Linked DNA regions of Mus musculus: regions 2, 3 and 4 are each linked to region 1. The links are chromatin contacts, called in public Hi-C, HiChIP or PLAC-seq and promoter capture Hi-C maps. All regions are on one chromosome and are shown on one strand. Each heading gives the region's core, a stretch centred on a gene start, on an enhancer-like site or on the middle of the called end of the contact. The rest is flanking DNA. Distances are from core to core; before and after follow the strand shown.

Region 1 (7,753 bases), core at 2,347-4,846:
AGAAACTTTCCGGTCACGGGAGACAATGACAAGGTAGCCTCTAAACCAGTGCACGATGAGCTTATGGCCCTCAAAGGCAAAGCAGGGTCCACGTTCATCAGGCTGGTAAAGGTAGACACACTCATCCCCAGCAACAATGAACTGCAGGTCTTGAGAAGGGTCGCTCAGGGCTGAACAGCGCAGGCCACAACCATGGGTGTCCAACTCCACACGAGGGTAGTCCTTTCCAGAAACTATATAAGACTGCCAAAGGGAAGAAGTTAGCAGGCTCCCTTTGAAGAGGCAGCCTTCATACCGACCAACATTCCCACTTCCCTGCTGACTCTTACTGGTTTTCCACTTGGCATTTCTATCTCTCCTGGCCACTTGCCTTCTCCATCACTATCACCTAGCCATTAGATGAATGTACTGGGGGCCATATTCTCTTTCTTTTTTTTTTTTTTTTTTTTTTTTTTTTAAGATTTATTTATTTATTATATGTAAGTACACTGTAGCTGTCTTCAGACACACCAGAAGAGGGCGTCAGATCTTATTACAGATGGTTGTGAGCCACCATGTGGTTGCTGGGATTTGAACTCTGGACCTTCGGAAGAGCAGTCGGGTGCTCTTACCCACTGAGCCATCTCACCAGCCCTCTCTTTCTTTTATACTATCAGAAGCTATCAGCAGAATCCTGCAAGTTAAAAACTGCATCGGTTCTTTGCTGGTTATCAAAAGTGTGGTCCTAGGTTGGGAAGGCAGTTCCCACCAGTGTGACCACAGTAAACAGGGGGTTCGGGGCTTGATCCTTCGGGCCAAACACTTTCCAAAGGCAGCTCACAACCACCTGTAACTCCAGGAACTACCAGGAACCGGAGAGCTAAAGCTCTTTGTCTAACTGTGCCTGACAAGGGAGAGTCACATTATGCTATTACAGGCACAGAGTCATTTTCCTAAGTCTACCTCTTAGTCTCCTATATGAAGAAATAAAATAATAAACTGGGAAAACAAAGTGCTATAATTTAAAAACTGTAGGACTCTCCAACCTCGCCTGTTGGTTCCCTTGGGCATGACCTTGATGATACCTGAACATTTTCAGTTGTCACGACAAACAAGTGGGTGGTCTTTCCTGCTTGGCGAAAGGCCAGCCCAGTAACGGGATAGTTGCCCTTGTGCAAAATCTGCGTCTTGCTGTGCCGGTCCCGGGTAATATCTCCCTTGTTCAGGGTGACACTGCCATCTGTGAACCCTGAAAAACAGAAAACAGTGGCAGCACGTATCAACTGCAGAGACCACGTCAAAGAAAATGTATTTAAAAATCTAGGAATGGGAGCTGGAGAAGAGGCTCAGTGGTTAAGAGCACTGGCTGCTTTTCCAGAGGACCCAGGTTCAATTCCCAGCGCCCACATGGCAGCTCACAACTGCCTGTAACTCCAGTTCTGGGGAACCTAACACCATCACACAGACATATGTATAAGCAAAACACCAATGTACATAAAATAAAAATAAGTCATTTTTTAAAAAATCTAGGAATGCGTTTTTTCCTCCTTTCAGCATACCAATGGCCATAAAGTTGAGATTCTCATGGACCGTCAAACAAGACACAACAGTTGGCTCTGTCCCTGGGATGGCAGGGAAAATCCGGGTGCAGAGTGGATTGCCACCGTCTCTCTTTTCCAGGTTCCAGATCTTTACCTAGAGACAGACCACAGACATGTGAAAGTTAGTTTCCCTCCAACCAAAAACCATTCCTCGGGCTTCTGGATTTTTCTTTTCTGGGACTTACCAGAGGGTTAATACCCTCTTCATCCTCACCAACCGATGCCAGAATATTGTGCTGCTTCAGCTGATATAAGTGTGTCACCCGTAGTTTGTAGGCCTGGAACCCTGTAAGCTGTAGAGAACGTGGCAAGAACCAGATCTGGCCTTCCATATGTGCAGGGTGGTCAAGGTGCCTCTTTTCCAAGGAGTGACGTGACCCTCCCCCACCTCGTCTACAGCTGCATATTCTATGCATTAATAGTACAAGGAGGAATTAAAATATCTTAGGAGAAGCCAGGGCTGGAGACATAGCACACAACTGACACTTCCTTAGCACACACAAGGCCCTGGGTTAGATATCTAGCACCATATATAACTGGGTGCAGAGGCACATGTTTGTAATCTTAGAACTCCAGAGGTAAAGGTAAGAAGGTTAGAAGTCATCCTTGGCTAAATGGGATCTTGTGTTATAAATTTAAAAAAGAAAGAAGGAAATGAAACACACACATGCACTTGTAATCTTAAGAGAGATTACATTCACATAATTTCAATTACAGGATATTATTATAATTGTCCTGTTTTAGTATTATTGTTGCTAATTTCTTACTGCACCTTATTTAAAAATTAAAAGTATGATCAGTGTGTTGTCACTGACTTAGCAACTTTTAATTTACAATCCTACAAAAGTGACAAGCAGCAGAAATTCTACTTTGAGGGCTGAGGGGCAGAGCATGTAAGAAGAAAGCATAATTGACAAGTTTCCAGAGCTAGTAATATGGGTAAGATACTCCTTTGAGGATAGCCCTTAATCCCAGTGATCTGGAGCCAAGAGATGGGCGTGAGTTCAAGACCAGCCTAGTCTACACATTGAGACCCTGTCCAAGATGTTGAAAAAGATACTCTCTTGTGATGCTGGGCACATTTAGCTCCCGGTCAGCAATGGAATCAGAAGGGAACATTGATATAGTATAGTTATAGTGTACTCTGTTGCTATTTAGACTGGTAGACTAGGCAAGATAAATGCATTTTTGGCTTGTATAACTTTCCATTTATGATGGATCTGCCTGGATGTAAACCTATCTTAAGTTGAGGAATGAGCGTCTCTGAAAGGAAAAAGTAGCCCCTATGTAGTTTGTAACTACCAGTGGCTTGAGACCTCAGCTGGGGTCTGACTGTACATCCCAAGGGCTTCCCCACATAGCTCATAGCTCGTGAACAAAGCAAACAAAGTCCTTATCTATCTACCTCCTCGCCTACAATATTAGACAGGGACTGTAACACCTCACACACACTCACAATCAAACACACACACACACACACACACACACACACACATATTTTAAAGGCAAGTTGCGTCTATTTGCGAGGGGGCCGATCTTAACCTTTGTCAAACTGGCATTAACAACCTTTTTCCAGTAAAGGAACCTGAAGCCGAGAGTTAAATGACTTGCTCAGGACTGCTCAGTTGACAAGTGAGAAAATGAACTTCCTTCTTTCTCCCATCAGCCCACAAAAGACATCTGGGCTCGCGTCTAACTGCGAGCACGCAAAACGCCACTGACAGATTGCATTCGCTGTAGAAACTCGTCCGGCGTGCGCTGAGGAAAGAAACACCTCCGAAAGAAGGATATCTCCAAAGACCAGGCTCCCGCGGCCTGAGTCGCAGACAGTGATGCCAGGAGGGAGGCAAAGGAACTTGGAAGCAGCGGATCCCGACACAGGCGCGGCACCGGGAGCAGCCCCATCATTACCCAGCGGCTCCTTCACCAGCTCCTTCTCGAAGAAAACGAAACGCCGCCACTGCAGGTAGGCCGCCATCTTGCCGAAGGCCCCCGCCTCCGGAAGCGAAATCACGTGAACCGAAAGGCGAGTCATGTGACAGTGGGGAGCATGCGCACAAAAGGCTTGCTGCTCGGGACTGAGAGGTGGGGCGTGCTCCGTAGCTCCTTAATGCTCTTTTGATCTTGTTAGGACTGACAACGTCCTTCAAGAGAGTGGTGGCGCGATTCGAGGTCCGCATGCCCTCCACAGAGAGGCGGTGTCTCAAAACTCAATACTCTGTTCGATGCAGAGAATAATGTTTTGGGAAGCTATCTAATTCATCAGCTTTTTAATTTTGCAAAATAAAGCTGTAATTAAGTGCCACCTTTTTAAAAGTAGTTAATAGACTGCCCGATCAAATCCAAAGCTTTTTAGATGTATAAAACTTTATAGGGGGCTGGAGAGATGGCTCAGTGGTTAAGAGCACCGACTGCTCTTCCAGAGGTCCTGAGTTCAATTCCCAGCAACCACATGGTGGCTCACAACCATCTGTAATGAGATCTGACGCCCTCTTCTGGTGTGTGAGAAGACAGCTATAGTGTACTCATATACATTGGGTAAATAAATATATCTTAAAAAAACAAAACAAGGGCTGGAGAGATGGCTCAGAGGTTAAGAGCACTGACTGCTCTTCCAAAGGTCCCGAGTTCAATTCCCAGCAACCACATGGTGGCTCACAACCATCTGTAATAAGATCTGACGCCCTCTTCTGGTGTGTCTGAAGACAGCTACAGTGTACTTACATATAATAAATAAATTAAAAAAACAAAACAAAACAAAAAAAACTTTATAGGGCTGAAGAGATAGCTCAGCGGTTAAGAGCACTGACTGCTCTTCTGAAAGTCCCGAGTTCAAATCCTAGCAACCACATGGTGGCTCACAACCATCTGTAATGGGATCTGATGCCCTCTTCTGGTGTGTCTGAAGACAGCTACAGTGTACTTAGATATAATACTAAACAAAACTTTATAAGTAAAATTATGCTATCAAGAAGCAACTAGAGCCGGGTGGTGGTGGCGCACGCCTTTAATCCCAGCACTTGGGAGGCAGAGACAGGCAGATTTCTGAGTTCGAGACCAGCCTGGTCTACAGACAGAGTGAGTTCCAGGACAGCCAGGGCTACACAGAGAAACACTGTCTCGAAAAAAACAAAAACAAAAACAAAAACAAAAAAGAAGCAGCTAGATGGACAGTATGTACTTTCTGTGCAGATCTCTATAGAAAATCCACCACTGTATACCAGTCAGAAAGTTTACTCTAACCAAGAAAGTCTTGAGGTTTTTGTTTGTTTGTGGTGACAATGGGGGACAGACAAATCAATAAAATGCTCAGTCACTGATGAGGATTTCACACATTTTGTGAATTCTAGCTTGCTGTGCTTAAGTTTGTTTGTTTGTTTTTAAACCTGTCAGAGATATTTTAGGTCATAAATGGAAGAAAGCAAGTATATGAAACCGGTTTTTCAACTGCTGGAAAAAATTTAAAAAAAGTTTGGTCCTGCCCCCGACACAGTTTGAATCAACCTTGTGTATTATATTCTGTTCTGCTTCAGAGTGTATAACTTCTCATACACCCAATCCATGTTTGCTGAGGTGCAAAATGCAACTCCTAAGACCCTGTTAACCTTCTTATCCTTCCTATAGAGGAAGAGGCAAGCAAAGACCAGGGAGTGGCAGCTTTGAGAGTAGAGTGATTTTAATAAGTCAAGGTCTTCCATAGCTGTCCAACCGGCTCTGTGTAGAAACAGCTCTGTGTCCTGTGTCCTGTTTGTGTGTCAGGGGGAACCATGAAGTTTGTGTCAAAAGAAGCATTGTGAAGAAAGTGACAATGATATCAAGGTGACATCTTGTTCACTGAGACTGATTTAGTGAATTTTGTTATCTAGGCAGATGTCCCTTCTCTCACCACTCTGTGTGTGACTGTGGCCTTCCTGTAGCATGTTCTGTCGAAGACCCTGTCCTTCCAGGACAGAGGAGGACCATTTCTCAGTTCAAACATACAAGTAGCTGACCTCCCCTGCTAGAACCTCCAAACATGCTCTCAACAAGTACTGTGATGCCAGGCAAGTCAGGGATACATAATGAGATCTTGTCTTCAAACAAAATAAGAGAGAATAGCATATGCAAGCATGCCACCTCGTGCTCCTCCTCCTGCCACTGCCACATGGCAGTCTTTCTTCCTCTGATGTCTGCATCCGGCCCTACCTGTACCTATAGGGTCTTATTGATGCGTGACACTAAGGCACAAACTGGCCTACCAGAGCCACCCACAGCTCCTCTCTCCACCTACTAGTTTGCTTTTCACTTCTCCACAAATACATTTTCTGTACTACCCACTACTGGAACTGTACTAAATGCCCAAAAGGGTAAGGAGCAAACTGTGGTCCTTGACCACCGCCCTAGAGAACAGGCATTAACAGCAGGCAATAGCCAGGGACGGTGCCTCACAGCAGACAGTAGCCAGGGACGGTGCCTCGTGCCTGTAATTTGAAAGGCTAGGGTGGGGAAAGTTGCCATGAGTTCAAGGCTAGTCTAAGAGACTGTCTCAAAACAAAAAAGAGGCAGGAATCAACCCCCAATTTCATGTAGGAAATGATACCTAACAGTGGTTTTGCTTCTCATCAAGTCCTTGTAGCACCCAGGTGCAAAAAGAGGTATAATTATCCTAGGGGAAAGGTGATCCTCTGGCCAGAAAACATCAAAGTTATTTAAAAATAAAACAAGAGCTCTTCATTTGCCTGATCTTTAATTATATATTTTTCTGGGGCACGAGGCCAAAGGTACACTTGTCAGAACACAAACCAGGATTGTCTATTAGTTCTACCTGTCTGACTCTAGTAAAGTCAGTCAGGCAAGGAACATAACCAGGAAAGAACTATGTGCACAGATTCAGTAACAGTTTTGTCTACTGAGAATTTCAGTCTTGAAAGAATTCAAGAATCAATATAACTTAAACATTTTCTATTTTATTCTTTTATGTGTATGATGTTCGGCCTGGACATAGATGCACTGTGTTAATGCAGTGCCACAAAGGCCAGAAGAGGGCGCTGGAGCTCCTGGAACTGCAGTTACAGACAGTTGTGAGCCAGTATGTGGAACGCAGGGACACAGACCCAGGGACCCAGGTCCTCTTGCAAAGAAGCCTCTTCTGACATCCAAGGTCTCCAGGAACACCTGTGGTACACAAACATATATGCAAGAAAAACATTCATATACACAAAAAAATAAACCAAAAAATATTATTAAATAGTTTGTTTTTATTTTTGTGTGCATTGGTGTTTTCCCTGCATGTATGTCTAAGTGAGGGTGCCAGAGTCATTAGAACTGAAGGTATAGACAGTTGTGAGCTGCCATGTGGGTGCTGGGACTTGAACCAGGGTCCTCTGGAAGAGCAGCCAGTGCTCTTAACCACTGAGCCAACTCTCCAACCCCCTGAAAGTAGTTTTAAAAGGCTAAAGATGTATCTGTGGTGGAGCTCTTTCCTTGTATGGAAGTGGCCCTAGGTTCATCGCTGTTGCTGGGGGTTGGGGAAGGAAGTTAGTGAGCTCACACTTCAGAACCAAATGCTGAAACACAGCATACCAATACCTATTATTTATTAGACGCGTTCTCACGACCGGCCAGGAAGAACACCACAGACCAGAATCTTCTGCGGCAAAGCTTTATTCTTACATCTTCAGGAACAGAGTGCAAGAAGCAAGAGAGCAAGAAGCAAGAGAGAGCGAGAAGCAAGAGAGCGAAAAAGCAAGAGAGAGAGAAAAGCAAGAGAGCGAAGCAAGAGAGAGCGAAGCAAGAGAGAGAAGCAAGAGAGAGAAGCAAGAGAGCGAAGCAAGAGAGAGAGAAAAACGAAAACCCCGTCCCTCTTAAGGAGCATTCTCCTTCGCCTCGGACGTGTCACTCCCTGATTGGCTGCAGCCCATCGGCCGAGTTGACGTCACGGGGAAGGCAGAGCACAAGTAGTCATAAGATACCCTTGGCACATGCGCAGATTATTTGTTTACCACTTAGAACACAGGATGTCAGCGCCATCTTGTAACGGCGAATGTGGGGGCGGCTCCCAACATCTCCCCCTTTTTCTTTTAATAAGAGCAAATAGGCCACCCATATTAATGAGAGTGGAGATAGAGGTCAAATCCCCAGTGTGTAGGTAAAGGAGCCATGTACAGGATTAGCTCTTAGGCTTACAGGCTTTT
Region 2 (7,753 bases), core at 2,851-5,350, 440 kb after region 1:
GCACAGGGATGGGAAGAGGAGAACAGGAGATCTCTGCTCATTACCTCGGCTGGTGAGGAGGCCACCAGGCTCGGCTTCTAGAAGCTCTGGACGGCTGCTATGCTGAGCCATTGGCCGCTCTGTTGCTTTCCCTGTGGGTGACAAATGGAGTGGTGCCCAGGACAGGGTTTTGTCTAGTGGGACTTGTCTCCTCCTAAGAACCGGGGTGTCTCTTTCTTAAAAGTTCTGAGCATTCAGCACAGGCAGAGAACTGGTCTGGGTACCTCTGAGATCTGGAGTGAGGTCATTGAGCTGAAGGTTGGATGGGAGGGACATGTTCTCCCGTGGCAGGCGCACATTATTCAGTTTCAGGTTATTGGAGTCACTACGGGATAGACAAAAGCTAACATAGACCCTGGTACCAGCAGATAGGTAGTCTGCTTTGAGGCTCAAGCCAGACCTCCTAGAAATCCCAGGTTGCCAACTGTCCTTTACTTTAAAATTCAGTGATTTGTACTTTAGTTTGGCCCATCTGCCCAGCCCCAGGAAACATTACCTAGATATCAGAGAAGGACGCCGGGAGGGGCCTGAGGACAAAGAAACCATGTCACAGAGTCAGTGTGACCTCCCATCCTGGGCTCTGTCCCCTGCCCTTTCAGACTCAAGACCACTGAGCTAAGAGTCTTTCAAATACCCAGTCTTGGCCCTGGGACCCGAGATCACTTTCCAGCGCCCGTCCCTGCTTCCTGCAAGGCATGCAGTCTCGCCCATGGCCTCTCCCTGCCCACCTCTGCCTGCACCTCTGCCGCTCACCCTCCAACTTCACTGATACTCTTCTCCACCCTTGACCTCCACTGCCTCTGGCCCTACCTTTTGTTTTCTTCTCTTTCCTGCAGACCAGGCAGGCCACCAAGGTACTGAACCCCACTAGAGTGCCCAAGGCAAGTCCTCCAGCCACAACGATGCCCAGCAGTGGCACTTCTATCCGTGTGGCCAGGAGCCCTGCAGATTGTCCTCTTGTTAGTTTCCACATGAGCAATACCCTGACCCTGACATGCCACATGTCCAACTTCTCTATCCTTGCCCAGGGTGGCTGGGGATAACTCATTCACAGGATCTACCCACAGGGCAACCAGTCTTCCCTTTCCATTCCAGGACCCCTGCACCCACCTGAGGGTCTGCCATGTTAGTTGCTCACCTGGAGCTGGAAGGGAAGCGCTAGTGACACCCACGTCATTGGTGGCCACCACCGAGAGGTTGTGTGCCAAGCTCCGGAGCTGCAGCTGCACAGTGTGGTTGGTGAGCCAGGGATAGTTCTGAGCATCCAGCACCAGGAAGTCAGAGGCATTGACAGTCACTGGCCCATCCTGGTCAATCCAGGTGACATTGGCAGGTGGGTTGGCCCGCACCAGGGCAAACAGGACAACCAGAAGGCCTGGGCCCTGAGCTTCCTGGTATTTGGCTCCAACCTGGGCAATCTCTGGTTTGACTAGAGCAGAGCAGAGAATAATCTGCTTTCATTACAACCCTCTACTCTGGCCCTATCTTCCCAAATATGGATGGGAGAAAGGGTCTGAGCCTCTCTCAGAAAGAACATTAAGGAACAGGTAGCAGGGTCTGCTGGTACAGCATCAATTCACAGTGATTGAGAGTAAACAGCCAGGCTGGAGAGATGGCTCAGAGGGTAAGGAGCACTGACTGCTCTCCCGAAGGTCCTGAGTTCAATTCCCAGCAACCACATGGTGGCTCATGACCACCCGTGATGAGATCTGACGCCCTCTTCTGCTGCATCTGGAGACAGCTACAGCGTACTTACATATAATAAGTAAATAAATCTTAAAAAAAGAAAGAAAGAAAAGAAAAAGAGTAGACAGCCATGGGCTGGTGAGATGGCTCAGCAGTTAAGAACACTGACTGCTCCTGAGTTAAACTGACTGGTTCTGAGTTCAATTCCCAGTAACTACATGGTGGCTCATGACCATCTATAAAGAGATCTGATGCCCTCCTCTGGCATGCAGATGTACATGCAGACAGAACACTCCTACATTAATCTATATATCTATATCTATATATAAGGTTTTGCCAGGCAGTGATGGTACACTGTTTTGGTTTGGTTTGGTTTGGTTTTGGTTTTTCGAGACAGGGTTTCTTTGTGTAGCCCTGGCTGTCCTGAATCTCACTTTGTAGACCATGCTGGCCTCGAACTCAGAAATCCGCCTGCCTCTGCCTCCCGAGTACTGGGATTAAAGGCATGCACCACCACACCCGGCGATGGTACACATTTTTAATTCCAGTGCTGCTCAGGAGGCACAGGCAGGAGGATCTCTGTGAGTTCAAGGTCTACAAAGCTTCTAGGTTCACAAAATTTCCAGGGCAGTCAGGACTTTTATATAGAGAAACCCTGTCTTGAAAAACCAGAATAAGAAAAAAGAATAGAAAACTACTGGGGATGTGGCTCAGTGGAAGCAGAGGCAGGGGGATTTCCAGTTTGGGGCTGCTCTTGGATAAATAGTAAGACTGTCTAAAATTTTAAAACCTGGGCTGGGAATATAGCTCAGTTGGTAGAGTGCTTGCCGATCATGAGAAAGGTCCTGGGTTCGGTCCTCATACCACATACCCTATGGTCTCTGCACTGGGGAGGCAGAAGCAAGAAGATCAGAAGCTCAAAGTCACCCCTGGAAAAAGTCTCAAAGCATAAAAATAAAAAGAGTAGAGAGCCAGACAAAGGTCTAAATTTGCATCCTGGACCTACTTCTTAATTGTTGGGCAATTAAATCTCAAAATGTTGGGCAGCTGCTTAACTTGTGCCTCAATTTCTCATTTGTAAAATAGGGATGAAAATAGAAATTCTCTCATATCGTGTTTATGAATGTCCTGTTAAAGCTAAATGTGTCATGCGTATGAGTAATCTCAGCACTCTAGAGGCCGAGGCAGGGGATTGGCAAGTTTGAGTCCAGCCTAGGCAATGTAGTAAGACTGTCTCAGGGATACTTACATTGCACATTGAGGATGACAGAGGCATTGGCTGGCCGGCCACTCCCTGGGTCCTGCAGGGAGCAGTTAAGCTCATGTTGGGAGCGCTGGGCAGTAACAGTGAAAGTGCTGGTTCCTCCAGAGAAGGCGTCCCCACCCACACTCAGCAGTCGGGAGGTGGTGGCCTCCTGTAGCTGTCCATCCAGGTACCAGGCTAATCGGGGAGTGGCAGAACCTCCTGCAACCCGACAGGTGAAGGCATGGTGCTCATTCTCCCTAAGCGCTCTCTCAGCCCAGGTCTGACCATCAATTTGCGGCGCCAGCTCCCCTTGACCTGGAACACAGCAGGCAGCCGCTGGGAGGCACTTGGAGAGACCACAGTGAGGTTCAGTTACAGAGAGGCAGCAGGCCAAGAGACAGGGCAGCTGGTTTCTCTGACCAGGATCTGCATAGACTTATGGTAGGGAAGTAGGGATAGGGGAACCCAGCCCTGGAGACTGGAGTGGGTATCGTGAGAGGAGATGCAAGCAAGGAGGGTTTGGCCAAAGGATGAACTGGGGTATACCTGAACTTAAGAGGGCAGGAAGGAGCAGCAGTGTGTGCCGGAGGGTAGCTTGGCTTAGAGGCAATTCCATGGTGATCAGGGACCGGCCTCCAGGCTGCTGAGAGAAGAGTACCAGCCATGTAGGCCTAACAATTCCTGCAATAATTTACCATGCACTGATGTAGACTGGCCCACAGTGGCCAAGACACCGGCACAAATAGACACAATCAGCAAGACCCAAAGGAAGAGACCCTATGGCAACACTTCGTCTCTGTGCGGGCATAGAGGCCAGCACTGACAGTAGATGACCACAGACAGACAGACAGACAGACAGACATGCACAGGCGCCCTTCCCCTTCCCCCCCAAACGATCGTCCTTCTCTTGACCCGGTTCACTCCTCGCTGGCCTTGGCTCTCCCTCCCATATCTCGCCATGCACCGCTTTTCCAATCTCGGCTGCTCAGGTGGACTTGGGCCTAGCAAGAGAGCGTCGCGGATCCGAGGGTCGCTGGAGCATCCTGCTTTCGGGTCAGCTCACCTGGCTCCCTCCCAGAGTGAGCCCCAGCAATTGCTCAAGAAGGCTGAGCACCGCAGTCCGCTGCAAGGGCGGGGCCCGCGCCAGGCAGGACCAATCGCTGCCCGAGCAAGGGCAGGTGGCCGTTCCAGCCCCGCCCTGTCCCGCCTCCTCCCTACCCCCGCCAAGGCCTCCACCGTGAGGCTGGTTAGTAAGCAGGCGGACACAGAGCAGACGCAGTCCGAGAGTCCCGGAAGTTTTATTGGGTCCTGGTTGGGTCAGGGTCCCCCTCTCCATCATTCGGCCGGCCACGCTCAGCGCCCGTTGCTGGGCGCGCGCAGCTGCCCCATCATGTCGGCCAGCATGCGGTTGCACAGCGCGGCGTACGGGTTGAGCAGCACTAGCTGGCGCCGTGCGAACGGGCTGCCCAGTCGCGCAGCCTTCTCGAAGTCCCTGCGGGCGTCGTCGTCCCGGCCCTGAAATCTCGCCAGTAGCCCGCTCTGCACGAAGCTCTGGCGGGCGGCGCGACCCCGGCCGCCGCTCAATGTCACCGCGCGCTCCAAGTCCTCCAGGGCGCCTGCGGGCGGACAGGGAGAGGGCGGCGCAGGTCAGCCGGGTGTGGGCAACCGAGCCCCCGCCCACCTGCCGAGCAGAGCAGCCCATCCCCTCCTTCGTGCAGCAGACTTTTGAACCACGAGGGATTATTTCTAACCCGAGATGAAGGGTTGCTACAATTGGCTTGTGGGCCGCCCACGGGCAGAGCTGAGATCAAAGTCCAAGGCTCTCCTTGGCCTTGTTCCTGGTATGTCCTAACATTAATGCACCCAAACGTGAATGTTTTCTAGAGGATCTGGCCACTGTGTTAGTGAATCCATCAATTATCAAATAGTCGTAGTTCACACAAGTGGAGCCTAGCACCTACTGTGTGTTTGGTGGCCCACTTTGAACCCTAGAGTTCAAGAAATCTCATTAGCTAACAGAACTGTTTCCTCTTTTCCAATGCAGACTACGAAAGCGGCACGTTCCCCATTTTTCTCCTTCATTATCTCCACGGTCTTCATTACTCTGTATCTTATTTCATTGGAAGAAGGTCGTGGAGCCAGAGCTGGCTGCACTGTTTTATTTTCGTGATTCTCAGAGGAACGTACTTGGATTGAGTTTCAGAACTCATCCCGGAACCTCAGGCAGCCAGCTTAGGGTTTCTGTTAGGTCCACGGGCTGCTTTCTTTGGACCCTGCCTCTATTCATAGTCTCCAGTTTCCTAAAGAGGCTGCCAGGGCCCTTGCATTGCTCAGCACCATCGTGGAGAAAGGCTGAGTTTCCCTCAGAGGTCCAGGTTGGGACTGCAGACTGAGCAGCTCTGGGACCAGCTCAGTTTCCCTCTTCACAGCTAGTCTGCAGGAATCCAAGCCTCTACAAGTGGAGTTACCTCTGCATCTCCAGGCTTTCCATCTGTAGGTTGTCAACAACAACCTATGGCAGACAAGCCTCCTGTCATTAGGATGAGGTCCAAATTCTCCAGTTTAGGTTCTAGGAACACCCCACCAGCTAGTCTTACCTATGGCCTGGTCTCCAACTCCTAGTCCTATTCCCTCTATCCTATGATCCCCATTCCAGCTACAGAAACTGAATACACCAGGTTTGATCCAGATACCTTCCCTGCCCAGGCCAAATCCCTGAGTGACAACCACCTTCTCATCTGACACTTGTAGTTTGTCACTCCTGGATCTCGGTCCACCTCCGCAGGGCTCAGCTTTCCACCCATCCCTGGGGCCCGCTCCACCCTGGAGAGTGCAAGCTTCCCAGACGGATGGATGCATTCTCTCTAGGCCCCTGGCGTCTGAATTGACACATTGCTCATCTTTCAGAACTTGCCCTTCAGGAACAGGTCCCCATGCCGCTTCCTCTCAGATTTGCCTGCTGTTACCTAATGATGAGCCCCCTGGAGAGTAGTCTCATGGTTTTTAGAGCCCTGCCACCTGGGTTCCTATTCTAGCTCAGCCACTTCTTGGCTGGAGGATGACGAGGAAGCTACTCAACCTCTGTATTCTTCCTTTTCTTCGACTTTATGATGAAATGACAATACATACCCTCTGGGGTGGGGGGTCATAAGGATTGTTACTACAACCTTGTGGTGTGCATAATGCCTAGTTCCCAGTAACTGCTAGACAAACATTTTATCCTCATGCCCTGCTCTTCAAGCCTACTGCTGCCTAGAAGGCTTTTATTAAGTCCATGAGCAGAATGCAGCCTCTTGATTCTCATATAGTCTCATGAAGCTAGCAGAACCCATACTGTCTTGAATTTTATAGGTAAGAACATAGATGTCAGGGAGTTTAGTGTCTCTGTTTCTCTGCTCTCCACCCACAACCAACTCATCTCTGCCCTTCATGGGAGGGGTCCTTTCTGTGGAGGATCTCTGGTGTTTTCCCCTCACCTGCTACATCCCCCTGGAGCCGCCGGGCTTGGGCTCGGTTGTTGTAGGCAGAGGCTCTGTCAGGTAGCAGGCTAATGGCTTGGCCAAACTTCTCCAGTGCTGTGTGGAGGTCTCCAGCTTCTGCCGCCCTCACTCCCTGCAACTCCAGGGCCTTGGAGTGCTCCAACTGTGCTTGAGGGAAAACTCCATCTGCACCAGGGGAGAAACAGGCATGTGTATGGTAGGGAAGAAAACGGAAAGTCACCTTGGACTTTGGCATTCTGACCCCCAAATGAGCTGACCAGGTGTGGGTGTGGGTGCAGAGTCAGGGATAGTAGCTGAGGTCAGTAAAACCGAATTCTAACATTGCTAAAAGACCTGAGAAAGAGGCACTGGGTGGTTCTCCTTGGCTAAGAGAAGCTCAACAACTTGTTCAGTGGTGACTCGCTCTAGACCACAGGCCCAGGGTGTGGCGCTTAGATCTGAACCCGGTTCTTCAGCTTTTTGGCTTCTTCTCGTTTTGCTTTACATACTCGGACACAAAGGCCACCAAACCCATCCCAGGTCATGAAAATGACTCTAGATGTTTTTCAGTTTCTCACTCTAAAGCTTCAGTGCAGCTAAGGCTTACCTCCTGCAGAAACAAAGCCCCCCAGACATCATTATTAGGCAATGGGCCATGCTGTTCCCCTGGAAGAGCTAGCTCCATGTCTAGCTTATAACAATGTGTAACAAATGAAGCTCTGCCTGCTGTCAGGATGGGCCAACCAAGCCACCATCCCGCCCTGTTTGCCTTCCATCCTTGCTGTGGAGAGGGTGGGTGTGATGTTCAAAATGTCAAATATTTCAGGGGTTGACTTAAGCCAGCACAGATAAGCTTGGATCATGGAAGATTTTTAGTTGTAGGCTTAGAGGTATGGGACTGAATGACAGAGAGAAACTCTGGCTTTCTCTTGGGAGATTCACCCCTGCCAACACCTGACCCACACTTTGAAATTCAGAGGACCTCTCAGACTCCAGTCTCTGAAATAACCTGCAAGGGTAGAACGAGGGTTCCGGCCTCACCATGTCCTGTAGGAAATCTCAGGGGCCTGCCAGGCAGCCTATGGAGGGGTAGACACCAATGTCAAAGGCTCACCTTCATCTCCCTCCTCTGCTTCTTCCAGGTCCAATCCAACAACATCTCCAAAGGGGGTATCAGGGTTGAAGATGGCCTGCAACACTGCCTGATCATTTGGAGTCCCCATGGCTCCTAGGGCCCAAGTGGTAACTCAGTGGGTGAAGGAAGATGGTGGGGACAGGGTAGAGCCTCCAGCTGGCAGATGCT
Region 3 (7,753 bases), core at 2,123-4,622, 380 kb before region 1:
ACTGCTCAGCTTGGAGTCTCCTGTGCTGCCCTGCTGTCATTAACAGCAGGGACCGGTAAGCACTTACATCCCCCACGTGCCCTGACCGCCACCCTAAGTCAAACATTTCAAACAAAGGCCATGAACAGCCCTCTGCTCATTTGCAGAAGCAGGAGTGCCTGTAGAGAGCAAAGGGCACTCACTCGCCTGCCAGCTTGCTGGCTGTTCAGCTTGCTTCTCTGCTGCTGCAAAAAGCACTAACCGAAAGCAAGCTACAGAGGGAAACCGAGACAGAACTGCGTAAAGTCCTGGAGCAAGGATGCCTGTTGGCTCTCTCCCCTGGCTTGCTGGGCTGCCTTTCCTTCTTTTTCTCTTTCACTCTTTCTTTCTCTTTCTTTCTTCCTTCCTTTCTTTTTTAATCTTCCTCTATAGCTTTTACCAGTGTATTATTTTTTTAACTTTTTTTTTTTTTTTTTTTTTTTTTTTTTTTGGTTTTTTGAGACAGGGTTTCTCTATAGCCCTGGCTGTCCTGGAACTCACTTTGTATTTTTTTTTTAACTTTTTATTGATTCTTTGTTTGTTTGTTTGTTTGTTTTTGTTTTTCGAGACAGGGTTTCTCTGTGTAGCCTGGCTGTCCTGGAACTCACTCTGTAGACCAGGCTGGCCTCGAACTCAGAAGTCCGCCTGCCTCTGCCTCCCAAGTGCTGGGATTAAAGGCGTGCGCCACCACGCCCGGCTTATTGATTCTTTTTCACATCATCTACCCCAGTCCCACTCATCTCCCCCTTGCATCCACCCTCTGCCCTCAAAACCTACCCCCCCCCAAATAAAAACCACACAAACAGACAAGCAAAAAATTAACCAAAAAAAGCATAGAAAACATCTTATCCTGGAAGCTGTAGTGTGTCAGTGTGTCCCATAGTATACTCTTCTGTCCACACATCTTCACTTGCAAATGCTCCTCGCAATGAGTCATTGGTCTGGTTCGAGGCTTCTGAAACACCATCAGTACTAGACCCTCACCGTGACTCCTCCCAGTCGTCCTGTTGTTGCCCAGTGTCATGGAGATGCTGCACCCTTGGATCAGCAGGACTGGCCCTTCCACATGCCCCAGCAGTTCACAGATGATGTAGATTTTGGATCTGGGCCTGGGTGGGAGTTAAGCTGGTTAGCATACCAGCTCTCCCTTATCTGCACCACCCACCAGGGAGGGTTCCCCAGCACTGCTCTGGCTGGGCCACATGGCCATTGGTAGGAAGCAGACTCAGCTCTCCCACTCTCATGCTCTCCGGGCTAGCTCACCCACACCCTGCCTCCAGAGTCAGCCCAGTGGAGAGGCAGGGCCACTCTCCCAAGTGCTGTAGCTGGCAAGGAGCAGGGCCAACTCACTGCTCTCATCTCCAGACTGCCTCAGATGGCAAGCATCTAGAGGGATGATGGCCAGCATCTAGAGGGGTGATGGCCTATACAGCCCATGCCTAGCAGCAGCCTAGGGAAGGACCACTCACAGTGGACTAGGCCCTCCTGTAACCATTAGAAATTAAGAAAATGCCTAACAGACACCCCGCAGGACAATCCAATGGAGGCAGTTCTTCAGGTGAGCTACCCTCTTCCCGGGTGACTCTAATTTGTGTACAAATGACAAAACTAACTAGCTAGGAAGCAACACTGCTTGCTGCTCCAACCTGGGGCATCTATGGATAGGAGTTTCAGGAATACAGGAAATCAGGAACGAGTATTCATACATGGGTACATATATACATACATCTGTACATTTATATACACATATATACATACATATAACCATATATATGTATATCCACCCATATCTACATGTACATACCATACATCGAGCCATCCAACAATGCATGTTATCAGATGCCCCATCCCTCAGATCCTGAGCTGGACACATGGAGATCTCCTCCTCCTCTTTTTCTTCCTCCTCCTCCTCCTCCTCCTCCTTCTCGTCACAGTGGGAAAGAATCCAGGAGTAGGATGTTTTCCAAAGCTTGTTCTTTGACAGTGCTGACTAATGGAACTTCCTGGGGTGACACCAGTGTTCTGTGTCTGTGCTGTCCCCTGGGCCCCACCATCTCTAGCCCACATGGATGCTGAGCATCTGAAGTGTGTCTATTGGGACTGAAGAACTGAATTTTCCCTCCTAATACAGTTGTAATGAACTTAGACATAAGCCTTATTACATGATGCAAATGAGCAGCTCGTGGACCAGATGCCACAGCTGTAAAAGCATCATCCACCCTGTGTACATATGCATTAATGCATGTTCATGTACATATATACATATATGTGCAAATATATACAATACATATATGTATATGTGTATATGTGCAAATATACATATATTTAGATATACATATATGTACATATATACAAAAATGTACATACACACACACATATATATATGCAGAGAGGGAAAGGAGGAGTCAGGAAGGGGTAACCTCTGGTAGGACTAGGAGAGACTCTAGGACATCCTCTTAGAAGTATTTATTGAGGGCCAAGAAGGGACAGACTTTGATAATACAGCATTTGACACACAGTAGGGAAGAAGAGCTATTAGCCAGGTGTACAGCACTGCTCATCTCAGATACTGTAAATCAGGAAAGGCTTCACAGAAGAGATGATTTCAAAGGTAAAGCATCAGATAGAAACTGTCAGAAAGGGGTTTGTGCAAAGGCCCTGAGGCACAGCAGACCCAGATGACAATTAAGTAGATAGGGAGCTCAACTCAAGCAGCCGTGCTCAACCCCTCGCAGTGGGTAGCACATGCTGGGCCCTCCCCAGAGGAGGAGGGGGACAGGCACAGTGCCAGGCAGGCCACATCTAGTTTGCTCATTCCTCTCCCATGACTCCTGATGTCTCCACCCACCCCATAAACATGATTTGGAAAATCTCTTGTCCCAGTCCCCGGCTGAGCCAGTTCCTCTGCCCTTGTGCACCCTCTCTGAGGTCAGCAAGAGCTGGGAATTGAGCCCTCGTCCCTCCAGGAGCTCCTGACTCATTCTGGAGAGAGCAGCTAAGCCTGCATTCTCAAAAACCAGTTCCAACTGGAGGGGAACAGACATGACCCCAGCTTAGGGACACAGACACCAGAGAGCAGGGTAGGGAGAGCCAGAGACAGCAGGAAAGAATTTGGCAGCGGGACAGAGGCTGATGGGAAGAGATATTTGACAGACAGCCCACACCAGTAGGAGACAGACATGCCAGGGACAAAGATGACACAAACGAGGAACAAGGACATACCAAGGCAACCAAAGACAGCACCAGGACATCCAAGTATAAAAAACAGACTGGACTGTCACCCTGGAAATGGTGGGGTAGACTCTCCCGCAGCACTGAGCTGTCACATTCACTGTCTGCAATTGCAAAGAAGACCACAAGAGGGCACCATTGCTCCAAGAAAGCTCACAAGCCTGGTGGTTCAGAATGGTCAAATCAGACTCCCTGGTTTTGGCAAGTCTGTAGGAGGCTAAGGACCAAGAACCTCCACACTCTAAGCTGGAGAGTGTCCTTTCCTTGCCCCAGGATGTCCTCAATCTAGTTCTTGGACTCCACATTACCTGTCCCTAGCCTAGCTCATTATTACCGTCTGAAGCTGGGCATACCAGGCATGGCCCCTGCGTTTGCTTGAAAGGGGGGAACAACACGCAGGTCTGGGGTCTGAGACATGCACTGAGCCTAGAGCAGGCTTTGGTTTCTTCTTGATGAATCCTTGGGTTCAAAGCATGCCCCACACAAGTCTGACCCCATGTTCAGCAGCAGTCTACAGGGCTAAAAACAATGCCACCCAGGGCTGCGTTCACAGAACCATGTGGCTTCAGGATGCAATTAGTAATGTGGTCACATCTTTGAAAGAGCTGTTAATAAGCCAATGTAAAGCAGGGGGACAAGCCCTGTGGAACTGCCCTTGTTACATCAGTGACACAGCAATATTGTTAAATACACTTTGTCATCTCTAAGACAAGCGTCTATAGCCATTACCCATTTTGCAGATGGAAAAACTTGGACAGATTCCCTCCCATGACTCTTCTCTTCCCCCTGAGCCATAGCCATGGTTACAGCTTAGCCTTAATTCCCAAATGGCCTTGAACTTCCTCCTGCCCTTTAGCCAATCCATCCACTGCCCTCTCCTGGTTCTGTTCCCGGAGTCTTAGGGATATAACCAGGGTCCTGCACATCTAGGTCGCTGCCCTACTACTGAGGTAGATCCCTGTGGTGGCTATTCTTGGTTGTCAACTTGATTACATCTGGAATTAACTAAAGCCCAAGTGGCTGGGTACATCTGTGAGGGATTTTTTCTTGATTGAATCATTAGATCATTTGAGGTCGGAAGGCCCACCCTAAGTCCAGATCATTTGAGGTCAGAAAACCCACCCTAAAATCTGGGCCACACCTTCCATTGGCAGCCTATACAAAAGGCATGGAAAAGGGACGCTTTTGCTCTTTGCCTGCCTGTTCAAACGCTCACAGGCAAGTGTTCTCCTTCACTGGTGTTAGAGTTCTTGGATATCTGTTGGTAGGCAGCCATTGTTGGACAAGCTGGACCACAGCCTCAAGGCATGCTAATAAATTCCATATAAACTAATAAATTCCATGTAATTCCATATATATGTATATGGAATATACATATATACACATATATGTATATCTAATATATCTATATATATGTATATTAGATGTATAGATAACATTATATATAATATGTTACATATTATATATCATGTAATATAGATAATATATTATATAATATATATATATGTATGTATGTAAAGAGAGAGAGAGTCCTTCTCTTCCTCTAGAGAACCCTGACTACTACAGTCCCTACCCTCTGCTGAGTTCAGTGTCTTCAGGCACCCAAAGTTCTAGGCACCCAAGACAATTTTGATCTTGTCACTAATATATGTGCAGTGTGTGGCCATGGATGGCATGACCCAATAGCCCTCAACCAGATACATCATCCTGTCCCCTCTGCCTCCCTGACTCCAGCCTTCCACCCCTGCCCTGAAGTCTACGCCTCCCAGTACCCTCACCTCAAAGGACCGCAGTGCCCTCATCCCTCCCCCCCACCCACCCCACCCCACCCCCCGTGCAACTCCAAGCTGTCCTGGGGACACTGCAGCCAGAGTGGCATGACTGAAGATCCTTTCTAGAGGGACGCTCTTGCCCCTCCCTTGCCCATCTTACTAACGAAACAACGGTCCCACAGTAAATTAGAATTACAACCCAGAAGCTTGTGCTGGAAGGAGGTAAAGACTGGGGCCCTGGAGCAAGCCAGAGGAAGATCCTGTCTCTCAGAGATGTCTTCCCGAGCTGAGACAATGAAGAGTCCCTGCTGGGCAGAACCACGTCACTCCTTCTATTTAAACTTCAGTTTCATGTCAGGATCCCAAGATGAACTTGGGGTTAGACATCAGTCATATTGGATTAGGGCCTGTCCATCTGTCCTCAGTTTGCATTGATGTCCCTTTCAAAGGGCCACCTCCAAGCACAGCCAAGTATTGGCTGGTCTACCTGGGGTTGGTAGAACGAATGCATTGGTGGGAAGAACACAATCCAGTCTGTTAAGGACTCCAAGCAGGTACCACTATTGCCCTTGCTCAGCCCCAGGGAAGCAGCAAAACTTTGCTCAATGTGTTCAAAGCATTTGTTTCCTAGCCACACAAAGCTGTGGCCCCAAGGCCACCAGGGAGGCCACAAGGATAGCAGAGAGTGTACACAGGAAAGGGTGTGCTCTGAGGAGGAAACTGCTATGCATGCCCAAATGAGAGCTATAGGAGGGAGGACTAGAGAGGTGATAGGAAAAACTAGAGAGGGGAAAAAGGGAGGACTAGAGAGAGGACAAAGGGAGGACTAGAGAGGGGGAAGGGAGGACTAGAGAAGGTACAGGGAGAACTAGAAAGGGAACAGGGAGGACTAGAGAGGGGACAGGGAGGACTAGAGAGGGGACAGGGAGGACTAAAAAGGGGATAGGGTTGTAGCAACATGGAGTTCATGCTCATAGGCAAGAGTGACTTGTAGAGCAGAGGAGGGGTGAAGTGGCGAGGGGAGGAGGGATGGGACAGGTGCCAGGTTGTACACTCTCTGGGGTGCAAAACAAGAGAAGACCCAAGGTCTTCTAGACTGGAAGAGGTCAGTGGGTATGACTGAAAGTATCAGAAGGGAAAGTTGGCCATGGGCAACCCTCGTGTCTGAGTAGGGGTCTTGAGTACCAGGCCAAGGAGATCTGGAAAAGTATGTTATATGTAGCACTCGGGGACCTGAGCTAAGGCAGAAGACTAGAGCTGGGAGTCACTGCAGAAGTGCGACAGGACCTCTTAGTAGGACTGCATATCCAGGTGAGGGCACAACTGTCCAGTGGCAGATGAAGGATGGCTGAGTATAAAGGCTGTCTGCCCCACCATACGTGGCAGATTCCCCTGCTGTCCCTAAGAGATAGGGCTCAGCCTTCCTACCTCTATCCCCACTCAAGTATTCAAACACAAGCCCTCTAGAGTGTCCACAGGGGAAGTGTCTTAGTGTTTCACTGCTGTGAACAGATGCCATGACCAAGGCAACTCTTGCACAGACAACACTTAATTGGGGCTGGCTTATGGGATCAGTTTCAGTCCATCATCACCAAGGTGGAGTATGGCAGTATCCGGGTTCCATGTCGTTAGCTCCAGAGAACTGAGCCAACCCAGGAGACAGCCACTGCTTGAGGGTACAGGAAAGCTCACACCCACATACTAGAACACACATGTCTCTAGTCACGCCTCTTCCTGTCGCATGCCCAGGACAGCTGGGAGAGCCTAGTTTCAGGACTCCAGCCTCTACCATGATTTGTGGAGAAGGCGACACAAATGTTTCCAATAGGCAGGACGAGGTCCTCAGCTCTACCTGGACAGAAGCCACAGGTGGGCAAGGAGAAGCCCTTCAGGTGCAGGTCTGTGATAGCTTTTGGAGAGGCAGCTACAGGAGGAGCCTGTTCCTTGCCCGTGTACATTCCTTATAGGGGCTGATGGGATGCTATCTGAGGAACTTAACCTTTAGAGACCTCACAGTAAAGCAGTAGCCCAGGGTCAGGAGAAGTAGAGAAAGGTGGCCGCTGTCCCAGGATGAAAGGCCAGGAGCTAGAGCTAGACCCTGTCAGGGGACTCTTAGCTGGAGAGGAACCCCAGTCCTCATCCCCAGTAAGTGGGTGGCAGGCACTGATCCCAGCCCAGTCACTAAAGCCAAAGGGAAGTGGCCATAAGGAGGCTCGGGAGAGCAGATTGTAACCTGCTTCAGACTGCTCCCCACCCCACTCTCCACCAGCACACCCACACTCCACCCTGGCCCCAGAGTGGGAATCTGACTTGCATCCTAGACAGCCATCTCCTGGGCAGTGTGACCCTGGTCCCTGACCTCTCCCACCCAGCATGAGGGCTCTCACAGTTAGCTCTGAGCCTTCTGCATACTCCAGGATGAAAACCAGAGGCCTGCATGCTAATCTGCCAGGTTTTCCATGAAAATCCTCTCTCTTTCCTTCCAGCTTGGCCACACTCTCCCCAAGAACCAGCCTGTGGCCATTCCATCGTGATCACAAGAGACTCTCTTGCTCTCCTCAAAGCTTTCGCACCCGCTGCTGGGATTGTGCCAGCTGAGTTCTATTTGGAAATGGAACTGGATTTCATCAGGCAATCAGAGATCTGTGTCTCTCCAAGGAGGGCAGGGAGCAGGTTCTAGCATTGGGGAAAAAAGGAAGAAAAGCCCCTTAAAGATCTCATTACCCCAGGAT
Region 4 (7,753 bases), core at 2,956-5,455, 360 kb before region 1:
ATTTTTAATTCTTGGAAGCTGTGTCCTGTGCTTCCTGCACACTCAGGTAATATTTCTTCCTTCTCAGGTCTCTGGTGGGGTTGAAGACTAGATAGTCATAGTCTTACTATAAGCTTAAGTTGTTTAGGATTTAAGCAGATGTTTTAGGTCTAAAATAATGTTTTTAGAAAGGTAATACAAGTTAAGATAGAACATTATTTTGAGATAGAACTCTAAACTCACCAAGATGGGGAAGGTGATCAAATACTTTATCTAAGTTGCCAAATATAAACAGATTGGACATTATGAATATAAATCTTACCTAATAGTTTTCATAATTGTTTCATAATTGATATTATTTTATTCAATGTATATTTGAAAGAAAAAGAGCCTTTTATTAGACTAAAAAGGGAAACTGTAGAGGGATTATCTAATGTCTGTATGGATGTGGCACCTGTCAATAATAAATCTGACAGCCTATGGCTTAGGCAGGAAATAGGAGGTGGGACATCCAGGAAGCAGAAAGGAGTTTGGGATAGAGCCAGGCATGGAAGATTCATCCGAGAAGACATTATGAATCAGATGCATGGTACCTGAACACAGGTAACCAGCCATGTGACAGAATGTAGATCAAAATAAATGAGTTATATTAAGTTATGATCTAGTCAGATAAGAGCATTGCTATATGGCCAAGATATTTGTAAATATATTCTGAGTCTTATTTCTGGGAAGATGGGGCTGGGAAAAATAACAGACCTAACTTCTACAGGCCTCTAAAGAATAATGATAAAATAAAATAAAAAAGCAAAAACAATAGAACAAAACAACCAAAAGAGCCAAAGGGAAAACACAAGAAACACATATGACTGCAGAGACACAAATGTTCTCACACGTGGGAATCCCATAAAAAACCAAAGCTGGAAGCCATTATATAGATGCAAAGGACCTGTAAGTTTAACCTGAGACAAAGGATCTCCAAAGATGCTGTTGAGTTCATTTTCTGTTGGGCATCTACTGAAGGCATGCTGCCTACCCTTAAGAATGGTTTGTTTCCGGATTTCCGAGTTCAAGGCCAACCTGGTCTACAGAATGAGTTCCAGGACAGCCAGGGCTACACAGAGAAACCCTGTCTCAGAAAAATAAAAAAATTAAAAAATTTAAAAAAGAATGGTTTGTTTCTCCAATGAAACTCCCTGGGGTGTGGGGGCAATGTTTTCATTTGCAAGTGGTTTATCAATTAGAGATCATCTCTGTGAGCTTGTTCACATGTGTGTTGTTCCTGCTGTGTTAGAGCCTCATTTCCTTGGTGTCCTCTGACCCCTCTGGCTCTTACAATCTTTCTACCTCCTCTTCTAAAGAGTTCCCTGAGCCCAGAGGGGAGAGATTTGATGGAGACATACCTTTTAGGGCTATGTGTCCCAAGGTCAGTCTCTGCATATTGTCTGTCTGTGTCTTTATTTGTTCCCATCTGCTACAAGGGGAAGCTTCTCTGATGATGGCTGAGTGAGGCACAGAACTAAGACTATACCAGCATGCCATTAGGAGCCATTTTATTGCTATGTTCTTTAGCAGAAAAGTAGTATTTGGTTTTTCCATAGGTCCCTGGCCTATCTATTTTTGGCCACACAAGCAGTGCCAGGTATCTCATGGAGTGGGCCTGAAGTCAAATCAGACATTGGTTGGTTACTTCCACATGCCTTACGCCACTATTGCACTGGTGTACCATACAGGCAGGTCACCACCATCAGTCAAAGGATTTGTAGCTGGGTTGGTGCTTACCTTTCTCCTTTGGTGCTGTGTTGATTATATCTTCCAATACCATTAACACAACTAGTCCATAGAGAAGGCTCTAGGTAGGCTCAATTCCTGTGCTCAGTGAGTTGTGTGGGTGTTGTCTTCAGCAACAGGGCTTTACTGTTGGCTTGTAGAGAGCCACCAATAGCCTTATAATAGCCTGGGTTGTTTGGGAGTTCCCATGGGACCCCTTTGGTTAAGAACTCAATTAGATGTAACACAGTCTCAGTACTGGAAAGCTTTATTTGGTAACAAAAGATGTCCAGTTGAGGCTCTGTCTCCCTGTTATTTGGTGACTTCATTTCGATTGCCTTCACATATGTATATACTTTAGGAAGCTTCTACAGTACTGTATTAGGTTTCTAAACAACCCTTAGGTTTAGCTGTCTCTCTGCATAGTCTCTCCTCTGCCCCTCTTCCCTCCCACTCCCTGTTTGATTCTCCTACTCCAGCACTTTCATGAGCGCACACACACACACACACACACCTGCATTCACACACATGTCCATCCATAACTGTTTATTCTATTTCCATTTCCTAGGGAGATCTATCCCCCTCACCCCCCAAGTCCCTTATTCTCTACTTAAATTCTGTGGTTATACAGTTATATGGTTATGTCTGGTAGTGGTGGTGCACACCTCTAATCCCAGCACTTGGGAGGCAGAGGCTGGCAGATTTCTGAGTTTGAGGCCAGCCTGGTCTATAGAGTGAGTTCCAGGACAGCCAGGGCTACACAGAGAAACCCTGTCTTGGGGAAATAACAACAACAACAACAACAACAACAACAACAAAACAGTTATATGGTTACATATAGCTTGCTTATCAATGACTTGATTGATAACAGCTAACATCCTCATAAAAGCAAATACTTACCATACTTGCCTTTCTGGGTCTGAATTACCTAACTCGGGATGATTTTTTTTTTTTTTTTTTAGTTTCATCCAATCACCTGCAAATTACATGATATCGTTTTTCTTTTTAAACATCTGAGTAAGTTCTGTAAATGTACCAAATTTTCTTTATCCCCTGACAGACATCTAGGTTGTTTTCAATGTCTGTCTATCATGAATAGAACAGTGATGCACATAGCTGAGCAGCTGTCTCTGTAGTAGAATGATGCGCCCTTTGGATATATGCCCAAGAGTGGGTAGCTGGGTTGACTTGAGGTAGATCGATCCCCATCTTTCTGAGGAACCACTGCACTGATTTCCAAGTTATCCAAGGTTTTTTGTTTGCTTGGTTGGTTGGTTGTTGTTTTTAATCTATTGCTTATGTGTGTGTGAGTGTATGGAGGGCAGAGGACAATTTGCCAGAGTCAGTTCTCTCTGCATAATATGAGTTCTAGAGATCAAACTCAAGTCATCAGACTTGGCAGCAAGCCCCTTTACCCACCAAGCCATCTCACCAGCCCTCATTTCTTTTTCTTTTTCTTTTTCTTTTTCTTTTAAACTGCAAGTCATAGTGATACACACCACATACAAAAACTCAATAGGAACAAATACAAAATAAAAGTTGACGAAAGGACCCCTGGCTCACCACATATGGCGTGCTCTTGCAGCACGTTCAACTCCGTTGCACCTGTTCTGTCAAATAGTCTTTGTCTGAATTTACAGTCACAAGCTCTAAACTCATCTCCAACATGAAACAAAAGGGGAGGTGGCCTTGGGAAGGCAGTGCAGTCCCTTCCTCCACATTGGAGTGCCCAATTGGAGTTTCCAGAGGGGCTGGAAAGACTCTTAAGACTCAGGAAATGAAGGAAACAGGAAACATTATTCACAAGAGTAGGGTAGGAGACCTCTTGTAAGTTCTGATACTCAGGGGATTGTAGAGACAGTAAGTACTGCTGGCTAGCCAAGCTACCTGAAAATTGTGTAGACTACTCCAAACGTGTGGCTCTCAAGTCATGACAATGCTGGGGTAAGTAGGCTCTTTGGTGATACAGCTCTCTTTGAGTCAGACACTCCAAGTAACTCACTGGATCACTAAAGTAGACTTTGGTGAAACTGTTTGCTTTACCTGTCATTGCTATCCAGCCTGGTCATTGGCCATCTACTTCTACTGGGTCTGAGGCGCCATGATGAATGATGTCACCATGTCACTATGAGATGCCCCCAAACTACTGCTGAGCTGGAAACTGCACTGCCCTCTCTAAAAGTAGCACTCACAGGATGGGGTCATCAAGCTGTGGTGTCAGTTATGTGACCTTTCTTGTGGTCACCCACATGCAATTTGAATTAAACTATCTTCCCAGAAAGAAGCTGCCCACCCAAGGGAGAAATGACAAAGCAAAAAAGGCACTGGGTGTTGTCTGCTGCTTTAGCTTCTAATTTGGCAGAAAATTCTCTTTTGAAGAGGCTTGTGGGAGATGGGATGGAAGTGTTGGCTTGCTGTTTCTTACAGTTGGCAAGTTCCAAGGAAATGAGAATACAAATGAGATCTGTGCTAAATAGATCCAAAGAATTGCTTTAGCTTACAGGCGATTTTACTAGGCTCCTCCCAGGAACATAGCAAACGCTTACAACATCATCTGCCACTGTTACCTGCCACTGCCAACTGCGAGGTATAAAAGGACTGCTGTCACCCCAGTTTTCTCTCTCTCTCTCTCTCTCTCTCTCTCTCCCAGCCAGTCTCTTTCTCCCCTTTTGTCCTTCTTTCTGTCCTTTTCTGTACCCATTTCTCTGCTCTCATGGCTCTGCTCTAGTCTGTCTGCCTCCCCATTCTCTCACTCCCCTCCCCCCTAATAAATGTCCTTTATACCAGGTCTGTTGCATGACATGATTTCTCAGGGAGACACCTTGGCATAGGCCCACCAGGCACACCCCACCCCAATGCATGCACCCCATGCTATATTTCATAACAACTTGAAATTCAAGGGAAGACCTGGACAGTGAAGAGGCAGGAAAGAGGTTAAAGGTGACAGAAGGTGGCCCTTGAATCCAACCTTTTAGCCTAAGAAGGGAATCTATGATTTGGCATGCAGATGGTGGGTAGGCAGGTCTTCATAATGCTCCAATACAAGACAGTGTGAGGATCAGGGGACACTCCACATCTGAACCAACTGAACAGGGAAAGACTTGAGGTAGCAAAGAACAGCCTCTGACAACCTGAGGGTGAAGTTCTGGGAGGTGAGGGTGGACTAGATCGGGCTGAGTATTTTGAAAGCAGAGGAACTAATATAATTTCCCATCCTTCCTTGAAACAAAGCAGCACAGCTTGAGGCAATAGGAGGGATATCGGCCCTCCTCCATACTCTCCTCCATGGACTGGCTCACAGGAGCCTTTAAGGATACTTGATGGTCCTTTGTTCAGATGTCTAGGAATAGCAGAACTGAAAGCCAGTGGCAAGTTTTACTGAAGGACCTGAAAGTGTAAGGGGAAGAGTGTGGTTCTCAGTTCACAGGACCTGCCAGAGCTGTGCTCTATGTGCGTGGGAGAGTTAAGAAAGAGCTTGGTTGATTTTGTAGGGACCACGGAACTGATGTGGGGTTTTGCTGGCTTAGCCAAGCCTGTGTTGAGATGAGATCTTTATGGAGTAGAGGCTTATGCTGAGTAAACTCTAGCCAGCTTGTCAATTGCATCTGTAAGGTGCTAAAGTTATCAAGAAGGGGAAGAGAAGGACAAAGCAGACATCTGGGCAGCTCGAGGGCAAATGTGACAAACTGGAGTTCCTAAGGGGAAAAATTAACAGAAAATCAAATGTTACAATAGTTTCTGGAAAGCTCTAAGCCTCTGGAACAACTTCCAGGTAAAAGGTTAAGCTTAGCCTAGGGGTGGGCAGTATGCTGTGAACATTTCTCTCCTGAGTAGACAGATATGCAGGGACCCAGTGCAGGATAAGGAAGATAAGGAAGGAGGAATGGCTCACAGGGATGGCTGTGGATTGTCAAGGACTACCTGGAGTAGTGTGCCCTCTATCAATGCTACAGTACCAAACATTGCTCTTTGACAAAAGAGCTGATGCAAGAAACGAGACCATTTTGTACTGCATTGACCCTTATTACCTTTTTGTATCCCCTTACCTGCCCTTGACCAACTGGCAGGCACTTAGAATGGACGATGATGAACCTAAGATCTAACCCACCCTTTCTAAAAAGGCTCCTTTGGATAATGTTAACTCTCGAGTGTCTTGCAGGTTTGTAAAAACATCTGGAAGAGTAGCAAAGCTAACAATTATAGAATTTAAGTGAAAGTACCCTGTGTGAACAGGAAGGGTATGGCCCAGAAGCCATATTGTTGTCTATTGAAAGTCCCAGTGCCAATGGTATGCTCCTCACCAGGAGCTGTCGGCCAAGAAGACCTTTGGGTCTCCCACACCATACAAGCTATTGCCACTGCTGTTGGTTGCATGGTAGAACTAGATGCTAAGATCCCATCATCAAAGACACTGCATGTTTTGGCTAGAATGTAAAGAAATTGAACTAGGTCTGAACCGGACTCTCCCTTCCTGCTGCCTAGCTTTGACAGTGTCATAAGACACTGTGTGGACTTCTGGGAAAGAACTGTCACCAACAACTATGGACACCGCATGCTACAGTACCAAGACGTGCCTCCTGGTGCAAAGATGGTACAATTGTCACTGCTGTGTTTCTGATAATATTTAAGGCCCACTCCATAGACGGGAACTCATCTGGTACTGTAAGCCAGGGCAACATCCCAGGGCTTAGAGTGTAGTGTCCGCTCTCGACCAGCAAGAATGACACGACCACCAGTCCTTCTAACAGCAGTTTATTCAGCAAACTTCCGTCTTCCTCTCTCTCTCTTCATCTTTTTCCTCATCTATCTCCCCCGATCTCCCCCCCCCCCCAACCTCTTACTCTTATATACTCTCAGTCCTCATCTACTCACAGCAGGCCACGTCACCTCACCAGGCACGCAGCTTCAGCCAATCGGGGCGGCAGGAGCATGTCTCCACCAAATATGGACTTGTTTAAACTGCCAGCATCATGGTGCACCTGTGCAGCTCTCACAATGGTCGTGGCTTATTTTCAGGTGTATGAGGAAGTCAGGTGCAAGTCATAAGACTTAGCTGTAGTCCCTGGCGCCTTCTTGGGACTGCTGCCACACCCGCTACTCACATTAGAGAGGTAATAAGTCTCAGTGGGGAAGTTGCTGCTATCATTTATTATGTAGATGTTCAATTCCAGTCTGATTTCTTGTCAAACTGCCTTCTAAATGTCATGTGTCCACCCATAGAGCCCTGCTATCAGCCTTGGTTGATTATGGGACATAAATCAATGATAAGATTTTTTTGTAATGGACAGTCTCTTAGTGGATTCATAACTGGTCGTGCTCTAAAGAACAAATGACTCTTACACATCACAGATTCGTCCACAAAAAGCAGATATGCCATCACAGCAATAGATACACATCAGTACCATGGACAGGGCAGCTTGACCAGAAGACATCTTACCTCTCACAGTTCTGGAAACTGGGACCCCCAAAACAAGGTCACAGCACAGTTGTTTTCTTTTGGGGGTGGCAAGATGACTCAGTGGGTAAAATCACCAGCCTGAGGATCTGGTATCAATGTCTAGACACCATAGTAGAGAAGAGAGCTGACTTCTGAGAGTTGGAAGTCAGAAAGGAAGGCAGGAAGCTCGTTATCTCTGACCTCCACACATGTACCATGGTATGTGTGTGCCTACACTCACATGGCCAACATTATATGCACAATAATAATAAATTTTTTAATTTTTTAAAGTTTTTTTTCTCTAAGTTCTCTGTGCTTGGTTTGTAGAAGGCTATTGCCTGGTATCTTCGCCTGGTCTTTCCTCTATGTACACACACATCTGTATTCTGCTGTCTTCTTCCTATTGGCACACCAGTTGTAGTGTATCAATGCCCACCCCAAAGACCTAATTATGATTTCATTACCTCTTTAAAGACTTTATCTCCCAATACTGTCACATTATGAGATAATGAGAGAACTTCAACACACAAATTGGGGGTGAATGAAGACAATTCAACCACAGCAGCAATG

Evidence for each region. Promoter capture Hi-C pulls out the DNA fragments that hold promoters and counts their contacts. Hi-C and Micro-C count contacts between places; a contact is called where the count stands out from the background. HiChIP or PLAC-seq counts read pairs in DNA pulled down with a chosen protein or histone mark.
Region 2: an H3K27ac HiChIP or PLAC-seq map of microglia shows a contact between it and region 1, with 5 times the contacts expected there. The contact joins the promoter of Tmem25 here to the promoter of Vps11 in region 1. A contact is called at or near these places in 2 of 39 promoter capture datasets (both in liver), 1 of 115 datasets of contacts at active chromatin or transcription factors (microglia) and 1 of 9 other capture datasets (pancreatic islet).
Region 3: a Hi-C map of the P5424 cell line shows a contact between it and region 1, with 3 times the contacts expected there. The contact joins the enhancer-like site here to the promoter of Vps11 in region 1. A contact is called at or near these places in 6 of 39 promoter capture datasets (the 3T3-L1 cell line, embryonic stem cells, frontonasal cranial neural crest and 3 more), 17 of 484 Hi-C or Micro-C datasets (B cells, the Ba/F3 cell line, CD4 T cells and 10 more), 9 of 115 datasets of contacts at active chromatin or transcription factors (T-cell acute lymphoblastic leukemia, astrocytes, effector CD8 T cells and 5 more) and 1 of 9 other capture datasets (liver).
Region 4: a contact with region 1 is called in a promoter capture Hi-C map of hippocampal neurons, with 2.4 times the contacts expected there. The contact joins the enhancer-like site here to the promoter of Vps11 in region 1. A contact is called at or near these places in 2 of 39 promoter capture datasets (the 3T3-L1 cell line and hippocampal neurons), 2 of 484 Hi-C or Micro-C datasets (B cells and the G1E-ER4 cell line) and 3 of 115 datasets of contacts at active chromatin or transcription factors (effector CD8 T cells, embryonic basal ganglia and embryonic stem cells).

The regions. Positions count from the first base shown.
Region 1 is chr9:44,358,074-44,365,826 of GRCm38.p6, forward strand. Vps11 (VPS11, CORVET/HOPS core subunit) reads right to left here and starts at 3,597. Exons shown (of 16, transcript NM_027889.2): 1 at 3,372-3,597; 2 at 1,766-1,914; 3 at 1,539-1,674; 4 at 1,065-1,228; 5 at 1-243. The coding sequence starts at 3,558. It overlaps Gm40516 (a long non-coding RNA gene), which reads right to left and starts at 7,193. Exons shown (of 2, transcript XR_870691.1): 1 at 7,149-7,193; 2 at 6,507-6,734.
Region 2 is chr9:44,795,147-44,802,899 of GRCm38.p6, forward strand. Tmem25 (transmembrane protein 25) reads right to left here and starts at 4,101. Exons shown (of 8, transcript NM_001357385.1): 1 at 3,518-4,101; 2 at 2,975-3,286; 3 at 1,178-1,468; 4 at 850-981; 5 at 536-566; 6 at 264-364; 7 at 45-131. The coding sequence starts at 3,587. It overlaps Ttc36 (tetratricopeptide repeat domain 36), which reads right to left. Exons shown (of 3, transcript NM_138951.1): 1 at 7,565-7,753; 2 at 6,448-6,636; 3 at 4,254-4,587. The coding sequence starts at 7,673. The coding sequence ends at 4,325.
Region 3 is chr9:43,981,444-43,989,196 of GRCm38.p6, forward strand. No RefSeq gene overlaps it. Among named protein-coding and RNA genes, the nearest start is that of Gm30373, 11 kb to the left of the region's middle. Within about 2 kb of position 3,373, at least 49 of the 459 cell types and tissues checked have an H3K27ac peak or open chromatin away from gene starts, as enhancers often do. A contact at or near this core is called in the P5424 cell line, brown adipocytes and hippocampal neurons, where this site is marked.
Region 4 is chr9:44,000,361-44,008,113 of GRCm38.p6, forward strand. No RefSeq gene overlaps it. Among named protein-coding and RNA genes, the nearest start is that of Gm30373, 30 kb to the left of the region's middle. Within about 2 kb of position 4,206, at least 19 of the 459 cell types and tissues checked have an H3K27ac peak or open chromatin away from gene starts, as enhancers often do. A contact at or near this core is called in hippocampal neurons, where this site is marked.